Regions from separate parts of the Dromaius novaehollandiae genome. Here region 1 is linked to region 2. The links are chromatin contacts, called in public Hi-C maps. All regions are on one chromosome and are shown on one strand. The core of a region is the stretch at or near the end of the contact, and the rest is flanking DNA. Distances in the headings are between cores, read along the strand shown.

Evidence for each region. Hi-C and Micro-C count contacts between places; a contact is called where the count stands out from the background.
Region 1: a contact with region 2 is called in a Hi-C map of brain, with 2.2 times the contacts expected there. The contact joins the enhancer-like site here to the promoter of PMM1 in region 2. A contact is called at or near these places in 2 of 4 Hi-C or Micro-C datasets (blood and brain).

What each region holds. Positions count from the first base shown.
Region 1 is chr1:52,096,138-52,103,426 of bDroNov1.hap1, forward strand. It overlaps TEF (TEF transcription factor, PAR bZIP family member), which reads right to left. Exons shown (of 5, transcript XM_026101486.2): 5 at 6,705-7,289. Among named protein-coding and RNA genes, the nearest start is that of TEF, 27 kb to the right of the region's middle. Within about 2 kb of position 2,089, at least 1 of the 2 cell types and tissues checked has open chromatin away from gene starts, as enhancers often do.
Region 2 is chr1:51,986,166-51,993,789 of bDroNov1.hap1, forward strand. It overlaps PMM1 (phosphomannomutase 1), which reads left to right and starts at 5,709. Exons shown (of 8, transcript XM_064511831.1): 1 at 5,709-5,840; 2 at 6,853-6,970. The coding sequence starts at 5,769. It overlaps DESI1 (desumoylating isopeptidase 1), which reads left to right. Exons shown (of 6, transcript XM_026101393.2): 6 at 1-775.

The DNA.
Region 1 (7,289 bases), core at 839-3,338, 110 kb after region 2:
ACCCTTTGGCTACATTTCCCTTCTTGCAGGAAACAGGGCCACTGGAGACACCTTTGCTCTTCCCCGCTTGCGCCCCATGACACATTCATATCTTTAGGCTTTTCCAGCTACTGAGCTTTATCATGGGAGTGATAGGGTGCTTTCATGTTAAGGTGGTCAGGGGCCTGTGGAGAGTATGTTCCCTGGATGTTCCCTGGATGTTCCCTCTTGGGCACTATGCTACGGTGTGTGCAGAGCTGAAGGACAGGATTCAAAGTCCCAAGCCTATGCTTCCATGTGGCATAGAGCCCACATTACCAACGGAGACAAGGCTGTCCTCACAATTGTGACCAGAGAGAGACTGCGTGCCAGCTATTTTTGCCTGCTCTGATTACACCTCAGTGCCACAGATAGCTGGGTAAAACCCTAGGCAGAGCTATCATGAAGTGGGATCCTGGATTAGAACTGCAAAGGGGTCAATTCAGAAGGCTGTGGAAAGGTGTCAGAGGACAGCAGGTCCCATAGGCCGTTAAGGCTGCCTCCTCCGGCCTTAGACCTTCTAAAGGTCAATTCCAGGCCATGAATGTGTGCCACGCAGATCCCTCTGTGAGTCTTGATCCCTGCCCCACATCTGGCCCTCACCTAAGCCTAGCCATTTTCTTCCTCTGTTGTGCCATATAGCCCCATTGCAGAGGCCATCTGGTTTGCTGTCAGGCTGCACAGACCAGCAGGGAGTGGTTGCACAGAGCTGCATGGAAAGCTGAATAGCTGGGCCAGCATCAACAGCCCCTAAGCCCTGCTCAGAGCGCCCGCCCATTTACCATCCACCCATCTGCAATGTCCCATCAGAGCACACACCCAGCTTCAAAAGGCTCTGGCTCTGCCTTCTAGTCCTTGTAAGGGCCCTGAGAGCACACCCTCCCCTCCTGGAGGTTTGGTTGCCTGGGGCTCAGGGCCAACACAGGGATAGTGTAGCTGACGGCTGCCCCCCCCCCCCCTTCCATTGGTGACCTTGGAGAGAGCACTCCCAGATAGCTCTGCAGGGATCCCTCAGCCAGGGCTGGTCCCTCTTCTCACAGGAGCTACTTTCAAGCTGAGGCTCTAGGGCCTGGTGATCACTGGGCTATGTCTAACCCTGCTTACTGTCACTGGGCCAGTTCCTGACCCTGGCTCGCTCATTTGCCTTTCCGGCAAGTCCAGCTGGCTTGACCTTGAACCTCTCTCATCACCATGGACTTGTCTGGTGAGCTGGACTCTTGGTTGACCCTGGCTGCAACCCTGGGCCTGCCCTGCTCTTCTCACTGGGGTACTGCGGTGCTGGGTGCTGGCTGGTGAGGCCCCAGCCCAGCCAGTGTTGTTGCCAAACACGGCTCCTGGCTCCCCGTCCCATAGGGAGCAGCCAGCCCTCGCTGTGCCCTGACAGTCCTGGCTTGGGCAAGGCGAGATATAAGGTCAAGGCCACAGACTGCCTACCTGTCCCTGGACAAGCCACTGGACAAGTCTGCCTGAACTTCTGTGCCCCAGCTGTAAAACTGGGGTGACAACACTTCCCTGATTGCCAAGGGCATTGGGATAATTTACGGTGGAGAAACGATGGGGTGCTGTGATACAGCAGCGGCAGAAGACAGTGGAGTACAGTGAATTTTCTGTTTTACCCAAGCCCTTTCTGGGCCTCTCCAAGATAAAGAATGTGCTGACTGCTGTGATGGGCCCGAGCTTGCCCCTGTGAGCAGTGACAGGGCTGTGAAACTTGCACACACGCTGGGTGGATCCAGCTCGCACTCTGTGTAAATACTTGTGGGAGCAAATACAAAAAGAAAAGGTTTTAAGGTGCCAACTGCAGCCGCGCCCCAGGCTCCAGCCCCTGCCAGAGGAGAGGTGCACATGCCACCTGGCCTACTGCCAAAGCACGGGGGCTTCAAGTCTCTGGCGAGACAGCGATCCGAGGGGCTTTGCGATGAGGAATCAACCCCCGTCCCAAGCCCCACGGCGGAGACGCGGGGACCGGAGCGGGCTGAACGGAGGCGCTTCCTGCCTCTCAGCCCCGGCCGCCGCCGTCCCGCAGAGCCGGGGCGCCGGGGCGGGGCGGCCGCTGCGGCGCGGGGGCGGGGCGGCGCTCTGGGCCGCGCTGCCGCAGCGCCGCCGCGCGGGCCGCCGTTGGAAGGGCGCCGCCTCGCAGCTCTAACCGCCATTTGGGGCGGCTCCGGGGGCCCTGCGGGCTCTCCGCGGCCATTTGGGGTTTCTCGCGGCGGGGGTGTTTGCGGGCTCGCTTCGGGGGCGAGGGCAGCGTGGCCCCCGGGGCGGGGGGGAGAGGAGGGGAGGCTGCCCCGGGGTGCGTCCCGGCTTCATCGGTTGCCCCCGACACACCACGTGCAATGGCCGCGCTGGCAGGACGGCAGCTGCAGCCCCCGCCATCCCCGTGAGGTGCTGGTCTAGCAGGGCCTGGGCAGCCTGGCAGAGGCAGCAATGCCCTCAGCGTGGCATGAGGAATGGCGAGGCAGAGGTGCTGCTCTACACCTCAAAGTGACTTTGTGCTTTTGGTCAGTGGGCAACTCCCCTCCTCCGTGGGGAAGCAGGGAGCCAGGTGGGACGGACACTCATCGCCAGGGCTTTGACAACCTGCTCGAGATGAAAAGCACCGCAGAGCCTGGGGACGGGCTGTAGGGCCTTGGCCGTGTTGGGGCTTCACAAATACTGGCTGAGCTCAGGTGTTGGGTGCGCACAAGGACACTCTGCTTGTTCAGAAGCGCAGTTCTTCCTGTTTCAGCATTTCTGCTGCCTTCTGCTAGAGTTAAGTCAGGTCACACCATGCAGGCACTGAAAGGCAGGCAGCAGCACTTGAGTTAAATTTCTTGCTGTGGCAGCTGTGAGGCTGCACCCAAGCCTCCACTTTCCTATTGGAGGGGTGAATAAGTAACACTTCTGCAGTCACTAACTAAGGTCAATTAAAATTTAGAGTAAATAGAAAAAGTGTGTACATGTAGATATGTGCACAGCTAGATACACATCCCTACCAAAACCTTTTGTGTTCTTCACCCTACAGCCTATACTACTGTGGGAATGTGTGTGGGGACCCTCTTCCCCAGTAGCCTTGGGCCTGCTTTCATGGAGAGCAGGGCTGAACCCCTCTAAGATATTAACTCAGTGAGACAAGGGCAGTTTTGGTGGGCAGGGTTTCTTTGTGCCGTGCTTGCAAAGGAAGGTGCAAATGTGCACATGATGAGAGTGTGCCGCACAATGGGCCCTGGTGCTGAGGCAGGCCTCCAGGCACAACTCCAACACCAACAGCAATGAATCATTATGAGCAACCACACATTTCTTCCCAGTTACATGTAAGTATTGAGGCTAGGATTAAATGGGGAGTAAAACTAAAAGGATTTGAAACTTCTCTCCTTCCTCATTAGCACGCCACATGCATATTGTGCATATACCCTTAGGTCTCAAGATGCAAGTGACTTTGGGCAGTCCAGGGCTACGTGTACCTCTGTGAGCTGCAGCTAGCAAACAAGCAGCTATGTTGTGCCTATACTGAAAGGAGAACAGGCCTCCAGCTGCTGAGGCCATAGCTTTTCATTGTGTTTTTTTTTTAATCCCCACTCAGGACTCAAAGACCATGTTTCCTAAGGACCTCTGGCCATAGGAATAAGCAATCAAGGGATTCCTGTGCTGTTCAGCTGTGACAGTGTAAGCACAAAACATTTTTTCTCAAACTTAGCAACTGCAAAGGGCCTAACCCTCCAGCAGAGCTGCTCAAAGAAGTGCCCCACACAGACATCTGGTCCCCAGCCACTTGGGAAGTCTGGGAAGGAGGAAGGGACCAGTGGGTCAAGTCTTTGGGGGCAGCAACTGCTACCTGCTGTGCTCTGCAAGCAGGGCCCCAATTTGAGGGAGCAGGTTGGTACCTTGGCATGGTGGGTACTAAGCAGATTGCTTCTCTCCCAGGCAGTAGGACATCCAGGTGGGTCACCACGCCACAGCATTGTTTCTTACGGGCAAATAGTAGGAGTGTCTTCATCCCTGAGGTCATGGCATGGCTCTGCTGTCATCTCTACCAGGAAAGGTAACAGCAAGGGAATCTTAAAACATGTCTCAGGCCTGGCCTTTTTGGACAACTACCTAGGAGATGCTTGAGTGACTGACTACTCCAAGCTCTGGTTCTTCCCTGATGCTACTGAAGACTTATCTATACCTGCAGTGCAGAGTTTGCAGTGGGGCAGTGCACATGCATAATCTATTGGCCCCCTGGTTGAAGAGTCTCCTGACTTGGCACAGGCAGCAGCCACACTGCCGCATGGATCTCACACAAAGGCTTGATGTCCTAGGGGTCAAGCAGGCCTGGGTTGCTGAGCTTGCTCTCGCAAGCTGGAGGCAAAGTTCAGGATTAAAACATTCAGGGGCCAATTTTGACCTTAAATGTGATCAAGCACAAGAGGGAAAAGGTGCATGAACTCGCCTCTTGCCACATCTGGAATAGTGCCAGCATCTGTCTTCTGCTCTGTCAGCCTTTTCTGTCTCCTCCCCTTTCAAAAGGGAAGAAGGTTGGGCCCAGTTTGCCCTTTCACTGATACTTCCCGGATTCACCCTGCCCACACCTACACACCTTTCCCCAAACTAAACTGCAAACTTTTGGCTTGATCTTGGCAGGAACCCCCCACATTTGGTTCCCTCCCAGTTTCCTCCCCGTGCCCTTTCATCCCTCAGAAGCTTGCTCAGGTCTCAGGGCACAGCACATGGACATGCTTGGTCTCCCTTCCCACCTCACCTCCCAACATCACAAGCTGGGCTTCTGGGGCAGAGCAAAAGACTTTCTCTCGCTCTGAGGCCTCTGTGCAGCTGTAGCTCTTTGGACCTACTGTGTCTGCTGTTCTGGGCAGGAGAGAGGCTTTGGTGTCATACTGCAGCCAGAGATTATGCTGGTGGTGGATATGGAATATATATACACAGTGTCCAGTAATGTGCCTGGTACATCCAGGAGCTGGGACTCCCCTGTTGTGTGACGTGCTGCTTCCCCAGGTGCATAATAGACTTCCTTCTAGCATCGCACATCAGGAGAGAAGATACTAGCCTGCTCCTTAGTTGCCTCTGTTCCTTCTTGCTTCTTGAACAGTCACACAGAGCTACGAGGCCATAGGATGGCTGAAGGGGAACTCAGGGTCAACTGGAACTTGAAATCACTTTTGCAAAGTAGTCACCCCATGGATTTAGCCCCTCCCCAGCTATAAGAAAATGGTATCATTTGAAAGCCACATAAGATACTTAAGATCTTTCCTCAATGGCCATGTGTTGCCAACAATCAGAACCAACAGCAAACAGAAATCCCCAGAAAAGCTTAGTGGATGCAACTCTTGCACATCTCTTAGCAAAGCATTTCCAGTTGACACTACAAATTATGACAAAACAAGTAGGTGCCAGATCCTTTCCCCACCCATTAGCAGATCTAGCAGAGACAAGAGGAGCAAAAAGGAGCACAAATGTATTTAAGGTCTTGAAGTCAGCAGAGTCACCCCAACACACGACAGGAAGGAGATTGAGTAAGAGGATGCTATTTTTTCTACTGCTGTTCTTCAGATCACTACTGCCTGCAAATAGGAGACGAAACTAGTAATGTAGAGAGCATAGTTGGCACATTTATAAACTCCCTCCCTGCCCCCAAAAGAAAACATAATCTCCTAAAAAGAAGGAGCTGTATAATAGACATTATGCTGCTGCCAGCTGCCATTCTACTGAGAACAGATATCAAATACACTCCACTCTGATTCTAGTGTTAAGGCCATACATTTTTATATCCACTCAGTTTCTACTGCAATTCCTTGTTTTGGCCATGGCATGTCCTTTGCTGTCAGTACAAAGTATAGGTCAGGCCCCTCCCTCTAAATAGGTAGATTTCTAGCTTATGTACACATATTGCCTGGGTCGCTATCCATCAGAATCAGAAACCCAATTTTTCCTCCTTTTCTTCCTACTTAGAATTTTCTTTTTTATTCCCCCCCCCCATCATTGATCATACAGGATACCTCTACAAAAGCAAAGAGCCAACAAAACTTACTTTACTAAAATATCACTGATCTCATTTTGAGAGCATGCATCTCAGGTTGAAATATCTTGAATTGCAAGAGGTCTAGGAAACAAACATCTTTCCCCCCAAAAGCTGTCTTTTTCAAGTCAGACAGTCAGTATATGAGAGGCATTTCTTATCACACTGATCTAGCCTGGGATCTTCACCAACCAGCTCTTTAAGAGAAAAAAAAGTCTAGGTTAAAAAGGATGGAAAGGGAGGGAGAAAGCTGCCCTCACTGTGTAAACTTGTGTTCTAAATTCTGCTTCTTCCCCAAAAAGAATGACAACTAAATTCTGATTATTTTGCAGCTGTCAGGCCCAAAGTAACAAACAAAGCAAGGACTGAGTTTCTGGCACTGACTATTGGTTTTCAGTATTCCCTACCCCCATTTGAAAGAGCTTGACCTAGAGTCATTAGAGGACATTAATAATGCAAAAGCTTGCAATGGTTTCCAAATCAGTTGATTCAGAAAGTAAAAATGAGTAACTGTGCACCTGTTACCTGCGCAGTTAGTTAACACACAGGAAATGCACAGCAAGTACCTAATTCTGGAAGGTGACCAGCTGCTTTAATTTCTACCAACTTGAATGCAATTTGCAGGTATAATGCTGGCAGTGATGTGTACAGCACACAGTATGCTGTCTAGACAATAAAGTTACTGGATCTCTGCATAGTGGAATATAAATTTTATTTCTTAAAAAGAAAGGGTACTAACAGAATTTAATACACTAAAAATTTTACATTTTAAACAAAAGCGTTTTTAAAAAAAATTACGAGCAGAGAAGTGAGAGGATTTAAACTACTCACAAAATCCAAGCTGTTTTTGAAGACGTTGAGAATTCGAATCCGTGGTTTATACATTTGAAAAAGCGTAAGAAATGGAAATACAAAATAATACCAATTCTGCAGCACTGAAATGCCCTTTCCCCATTAGACTGCTGCTTAAGCACCTTTATTTTCACCCATCAGCTGCCCGGAGTGTGTAGATTTATGTGCAAAACGAGCTGTTTGGGATAAAGGATTTATATATACACTAAAATCATTTATGGCAATAGAGTTTTACCCAGCTGCTTTAAAACATAATTATTATTCATTTCTACAGCATCTTCCAGTTGGGATGATCTCAGATGCACTCTATAGGCTGCTTCAAAAATCAGCTGCACATACAGGAATTATCTAAACAACCTCCAGGTTTAAGATACCCAAGAGATTAAACAATTTATCATGCAATAAAACTAAGATCAGATTTATA
Region 2 (7,624 bases), core at 4,459-6,958:
GTTCAGGGGAAGCTCTGGCACCATGGTCTGTGCCCCACACTCCATTGCACGGTGTGGATGCATTCTGTGTGTCCACCACTTAGTGGTCCTGAGCCTGGGTTCTGCTTGGCTGCCTACTTCAGGACCTGTTACATCCTGTCAGGAGGGAGGGAAGAAAAGGAAGAGGTTCACCCTATGCATTTTGCAGTCTGCCTTTTCCCCTCCCAAGTAGCCCCTTTGAAGAGATAATGCTGCTATTTGAATATCACCAGGTAAAACTTCACTCAGCCATATTCTGTTTGCAATAGCAATGGAGCTCTGAAAGGAGCTCGCAAAGGGCCTCCTTGGTTCTGGACCTGCTCTAGGTTCTGTGGCAAAAGACCTCTAGGAGGGAATCCTGTTTGCTTGAACTTACTGAATAGTGAGATCCCTATACTGTGTAGGCTTTTTAAAAACACATTTTCTCCAAAGATGGTTATGTGTAAATTGCAGAACTGTGCACCCAACATTCCACCCAGCCATACTTATTTATAGGAATATAAGATAGAATGAGAAATGTATGTAAGTGTATATAAGCGAAGAACTTTAGCCAGCTGATTGACAGGGGCAGGGAAGCTGAACTCCTGAAAGAGAGCAGAATCCACTTGCCCCAACTTACGTTCTGTCTTGTGTTGTTGGGGTTCCCCCATGCCATTTTAAAAATGTTAATAATGTCTTTAGGCAGAAAGTGATGTTTTGGGGGGGGGGGGTTCTGTTGTTTTTTTTTTCTATTACAATAAACAGAAATACAGCAGTTTTTCCGGTTTGTATGTGTGTGTCTGCACAGCTGCCCAGCAAAGGCAGCTGGCCTTCTGCTTCACTCTGTTCCCAGGTGGAAACTGCAGCTGTTCTAGCAAGTTGTGCCATGTACTGCTATTGGAAGTAGCACTGGTTAGTGCCCTTTGCTAGAACTGGTCAAAGTCGATACTCCTACTTAAGCTTGGGGAAACTATATTTTTGTGAACAACAAGGTATGTCATCAAGACCAATGTTTTGAACAGTCCTTGCTCATCTAATGAAACATCTAATATCTGCTGTTGAAGAAGAGGCCCAACAAAGTTTAAACACAACAAAAGGCTCTAACTTTTTGTCTCAATGCTATTACTTTTAAGGGAAGGAAAAATGAAACTAAAAAGCTTTAAGTAGCCTTCATGCTTGGTGTTTGTCTGTAGCTGCAGAGGCAATATTGGTGTGGATTACTTAGCACCTCCCATCATGCCTTTAGTGGTAGGATATTGAAGAAAGGAGAATGCCTGGCTCTGGCGAAAAAATTATTTTTGCTTGATTCAACCTTTTGAACATTTACTGAGTACATCGAAATGATAAACCACACAGTTCCCCATTTCTGCAATGGTCTGTATCAGTGTTGTAATAGAAGAGGGCTTCTAACAAAAGATGCATGATTGCAGTTATTTTGGATTGTGCTATTTAGACGTGATGCTGATCTACTATCGAGTACCAGTATTAGCTCTATGTAAAATATCTGGGAACATGTACAAAAGGAAAATGTCAACCATAATAGCAGCCCTAGACAGAAGTCAGCACTCAGACACTTACTTTCTAAACTTGGAACAAAATATTTGCCCTTGCTGCTGGTTACAGAGTTTTTATCCACAACAACAGCTGCTGTGTAACCAAGGAGCGATCAAGGGAATGTATCAAGGGATATGCAAGGGTGCTTTAAATGTGTCTGTGAAGTATTAAATAACTAAGCCATAGTGGCTCTGTCCTCAGAGCTAACCCAGCTGATTTATTAAGGAGTAAGAACAACTGTACACAGCCATACACTTAACCAAAAGACAGGCTCATACTTTTGGGGAAGCCATGAAGACACTAGTCCTCACCTGCTTGTATCAAATGGCATTAAGGGTGTTTAGAGAGATGTTTTGGCTCCCTGTAGACTAGAAAAAAGGTTTTAAAGCCATGTGACAGAAATAAGCTGGAGAAAGCATATCAAATAATTCAAATTTTGGGAAGCTCTACTGATGCTGTAAATTTGATGCACTATCTGTAGGGATGCAAAAATGCAAAAGCTGATCCATCTTTTGATGGACTTCATACTTCAGTGAAGTACCACGAGGTGGCACTACTGTTATGTATCACCAGGATGGACCTCTGCCCTGGTAGTGCTGCTTCTGCTCCACAGTTGGACCCATTGATAGTGAGTGGGGAATAGATGCTATGGATGTTCCTTTCCAAAGGCTGTTGTTCCACCCATGCGGAAAGAGTTGATTTTCAGTTTGGCGCCTAAGGGGAAAGATGCCCATAAGTATGTCCTTCAAAACAGACCCCTTTGTTGGTCTCAGATGCCAAGGAAAGACTGGCACCAAGATTCCCTTGAGACTGTGTCCTCTTTATCATACCTGAAATTAGATATGGTGGTGGGCCTCCTCTGTTCCTCATGCTTACTGGAATAGAGGCATAAAATGCATACACACAGCAAAATATTTTTGTTCTAATTCTGGTCTCCACATCTGCTAAGCCATACTCCCTTCATTTGTTCTAGATCTGTTTGGAACCAGATTCCTATTTTTATAACATGGTGTCAAGGAAGGGGCACATGGTTTGCAGACAGGTTTCAGAAAAGTGAGATGCTGAGACAAGCCAGCAGCCAACAGGCCAGATTCCTAACCAGGTTGGAAATACCGGAGGTCAGTGACACGCTAGTTTCTCCTGAAAGCAAGGAGTGCAGCGGGAGCTCTGTGTGGAAAAGGATGAGTGCTCAGCTTCTCTAAGCACAAGGAAGCTAGGGTTGCACATAGAATTGGGAGACTTTTTTTTTTCTTTTTGAAAATATGCATTTGACAGCAGGAGACTGCAAAGAATACTCTGATGTCTAGGAGTCCAAGTGGGAAGAGGGTTGACCCAGTAATAACTGCAAGGTTCAGCACAACTTCTGGCATGTCAATTAGTAATGTCAATGCAATGGGTCAGAGTGCCTCTCCCAGAGAAGAAAGCTGCATATAGAAGAAGCTAGAAGAAGGGATGGTTGGGCAGCTTGGGCTATGGCAGGAACCAGAGTGACACTACAGCACCAGGGCTGTAACAGGAGCTGGCAGGCTTTACCAGCACCACACCCCTTCCACCTAGATGTGAGAAGTCTCATCCTTGTACTGCCTACTGCAGCTTACAGAGAAGAAATGGCTTGTATTTCTGGAAGCCCCAGGAGTTCGCTGTGTATCCAACTCCAGGACTCTGTCTTTTGAGAGCCCTGCGGATTAGGACACAGCTCCAATGCATGGAAGAACGGTGAATTGGTTTCTGGTAGTGAAGCAATCTGAATTCATGAAGGTATCTCTACTCATTCTTCAGCATGCCATGATAGAGACACCTTGAGGTATTCATATTCTGGAGTAAATCTTCATACATTGACTAATCAGGGAGTAATGACACATAGGTGAGCCCTGTAACAGAGCATAATCTTAAACCAGATTAAAAATTCAGCACCAAATTTAACACCAAGCAAGTGGGCATAGAGCAAGCAGTCTGGGAGTTTCAATGTATCCAAGAACAGAGCCCAGCTTTCCAGATGCAGGATATCATAACCAGGCTGTGAACCAGAAGTCCCCAGAAACAGTGATTCTGCAGAAATGTCAATGCCAGGGCAAATACAACTTGTAATACCTATCCAAGACCACTCAATGCTACATTTGAAGCAGAGGAGCCTCTTCGTTGCCATCCCAACTGCTTGCATTGCCAGCCAGGGCAAGTGAGCAGTAGCCTTGGCTCATTCAGAGGAAAGACCAGGAGACCTAGGGATGAACAGACACCAAATTACTTACTTTTCAGAAATTAACATTGTGTTCTGCTCCTCACAAGATAACGGGTGCTGCTGCCTGGACACGGGGAGAGAGACTGGACCCCCTTCACATCCCAATTTCTTTATAAAGGCGATGGCGACTGTGCCTGTTTTGTGCACCAGATCCTTGGCTGTGGGACCCTGAAAACTTGGGTCTTTTGTGCAGGATGGTGAATGCATGAGCACTGGGCTTGGAGCTCACCTGGATGCTACTTGCCACAGCACAGTTACCTCCTGCAATAGGACAGTATCAGAGTTTCCTTTTCAGTGGGATTCTTTGTAGCATAAATAAGCCAGAGTCCTTTTACCCCCCTACAGCTTGTGGCATCATCTCCAAGCAATTTCCATGCCACTTTCTCTTTCCTTTCTGTTTCAGAGGCTTCCCCAACTTCACTTCCAAGCCTTTCTGGTAGACACGGTACAGAAAGAGGTCCCTGCCTCGTGGAGCACCCAAAGTGGCCCAGAGAGTTCATGGCCATACTCAGTGCTCACAATAGTTGCCCTCCCAAGGACATGTGTCCCTTATCCCAGTTCCCTGAGTGCTGCTCCCTGAATGCTCCTCAGGAAATAGGGTGAATATTGGCATACCAAGCTGCAGTGATCCCCCCACATGGGCGCCAAGTTGCAGGAGCTCAATCTGCTACTGAAGCAGCTCCCAGTAACAGTGCAATAATAGTTACCCTGGTGACATTAACTGCTGGAGGCAATGAATGCCTCCCCCAACAAGTAATGGAGGATGTTTTGGTAAACCTTCTCCAAGCCAATGGCATAGAGATAAGTTTTTAACATTGTTTCTGTATGTCACACTTCTATCGTGTGGGAGCAGAAAAACCAAAATCATTAGCAAAAATGGAGCCTTGGAAGTCACCTGAATGCTTCATTTTGAAAGGAGTCTGGCAGGGAACTGGAAAAAGTGGTTGCACAATTTCCTAGAAGCAAATAATACTCAGAAAACCCTATCAGACTAATACTCTTCTCCCAGCTCGAGACTGGCAGCATGTTCCAGGGAGAGAAGGAAGGCAAACTGCTGGGCAAAAACATTGAAAATTCCAAGTTGTTGCTGAGGTTAACAGGTAATTCGGGAAAGATTTGGTTTCTCATACGGGACTGCTGCTAGGCAGGCTGTCTGCCGTTACGTAACAGGCCTGCAGAATACTAAACCTTATGAATATGATCTTACCAGATGGCCTGATTAGATCCTAAATTACTTGTGGGGTAACTGCTAAGCAGGTCAGAGCAGAAGTTACTGCAAGAAATAGGCTTGACTTTGTGCGGAAGGGTGCAGGCTGAAAACCACGCTGCTCCAGTGAAAACGCCAGCTGCTCACGAAAGAGCAGCCTGTTTCGGACGCCTGCCCAGGCACGAACACTGAACGGGTGAGTGCACACTGCTTCCTCCTCCTCCTCTCCTTAGGACACCGAAATTCCCTGAGGATTTGAGCTTGCCGGGTAGCTTTATCCAGAATTGCAGCCCTGAAAGACACGGCAGCGCTGTAGATACAGCAGTAAATGCGATGAATCCCACCATCCAGAGACAGTGGGGAACATTTGCGAATTAACTAAGCCAACAGCCCTGTTTTTCAGCACGTTGGGTTGAAGGCGTTTTATAACGACGTTGCTGCGATTCAGGAGAAGCAAAGCTTGTGAAGAGAGGCGATACCTTTCAGCCAGCCAGCTGACAGAATTGGGGGGGGGGGGGGAGGAACCAGCCAAATTTCCAGGCAGAGCAGCCCTTCACGAGGGCGCTGCGCCCCAGCAGCCGCTCAGACCTTCCAGCCCCGGAGCCGGGCAGCAGCCGCAGGCCGGTGCCGCCGCCGCCGCCGCCGCCGCCGCCGCCGCCGCCGCCCCGCCGCAGTGAGGCCGGGCCGGGCGGATCCGGCGTCGCGGGGAGGTGCCGCCGCCCGGACCCGCCCCCGGGCCGCCCCCGCGGAGGCCGGCGGGCGGCGGCGGCGATGGCTGCGGCGGCGGGGGGCCGGGTGCTCTGCCTCTTCGACGTGGACGGGACCCTCACGCCGGCGCGGCAGGTACCGCGGGCAGCGGGGGGGCGGCCGCCGAAGCCCCCCCTCCGCCGCCGCCGGGCTCCGCGGGGGTGCAGCGGGGCGGCGGGGATGGGGGAGAGCTGCAGCGCGGGGGTCACCCACCAGCAAAGGCCTTTTTCTCCAGGGGATGGAGAAGCGAAGCGGCGGCGCTCTCTTTTTTTAATTCATTTATTTTCATTTTCATTTTTTCGTCTTTGCGCGGCCCTTGCGCTCGGCTCCCACCCCACAGGCTGGCCCGGTGTGGGGCACGAGGAGCCCGGGCGCCCCATCGCTTCACCAGCCCGGGGCGTGCAGGGGCAGCTGCCCTCCTGCCCCGTGTCTTTCCGACCTGGGGCACTCGATGGCCCATCCCCGTGGGAAGGTGCCCCATCACACTCTTGCCCTGGTTTCTGAGCTCTGGGCTGCCCAGGGGCCGGGGGGGGGGGGGGGGGGTCATGTTTGCCTGCTCCCCGCCGCGCTTGGAGTGGCATGGGGCACGGCCCGCCGGTGAGCAGGAAGGTCAGGTACCAATATCCGCCCGCAGGGAGGAAGACGCGGAGGACCGCAGGGGCGCTGGCACATCCGTAAAATGCCCCACGTGGGGGTTCCTCTTTCCTCCTCCTCCTCTGCTGCCTGTGCACCCCATCTCCCTCCCCCCATGCGTCCAGCCCCCCGCGCTCCTAGCCCGACAGCGAGGTGCGGGCCGGCCTGCCGCCCCGGCCAAGTGCAGCGCTGCGGGAGCCAAGTCGGCAGGGTCCTGCCTGCGTGTGGGAGCCGCTTCTGGCCCCAGCCGCATCCCGTTCATGGAGGCTGCTACAGACAGACGGATGGAGAAAGCAAGGGGCTGTCGTTTCGCTTGGCCCCAAGGGTGTTTGGGGAAGGGGGGAAAGGACAGACACCGCTGCCACCAGTGCTGGGGCCGTCTGCGGTGGCTCTGCTGCGGGCCGCTCTGGGGCCCGTGGCTCATCTGCTCTCCCAGTTGTGATCTAACCTGCCATTTTTCCTTCCTCCCCTCCAGAAAATTGAACCAGAAGTGGACCAGTTCCTGCAGGAGCTGCGCGAGAGAGTCAAGATCGGGGTGGTGGGAGGCTCCGACTACTCCAAGATAGCTGAGCAGCTGGGCGAGGGCAACGAAGGTGAGACACCAAGGGCACCGGAGGCAGGGAGCAGCCGCCAGCGGACGAGGGGAGGGTGGTGGGCAGACGCCGAGGCCATGTTTTATAGCCTCTGGGACTTCCTGTACCACGGCACAGGGGGCCTAGGGATTGCGTACATCCAAAATCAACAAGCCGCCTCTGAGCCTGTCTTCATGGCCGTTGCCCTTTGGCCGCTGGTGGTGCCCAAGGAGCCACGGAGCCGCTGTTCAAAGGCTAACGGCTGCTGAGAGCAGGCTGCCTGGCGGACTGGGAGTGCTGCTACCCCCCTTCAGGTCTGGTGCTGGGCCCGATCCAGGGCCACAGCAGCTGCAAGAACAGCTGGGATCTTCTCGGCTCCTGCAGCTCCTGCCTTTAGCAATCAAGAGCCCGTTGTGAATTTTGCCCCCTCCCACACCCCCGCTCGCTCCCTGTCGCCCTGCGAGCTACTCGGCTGCGTGCCCTTTGGTGGCGGGGGTCTCTGATGAGTTCCCGGTTAAGCTCCAAGCCGGAACAGATGGAAAGTGACGGTGCCCAAGCTGTTCACCCGCGGTGCTGTGGACCAGGTGGCCCTGAGCAGCGGTGGGCAGGGGATGAGCCGCGAGTGCTACCTGGGCAAAGCAAATGGGGATGGGAGGTAGAGGAGGGACTGAGAGA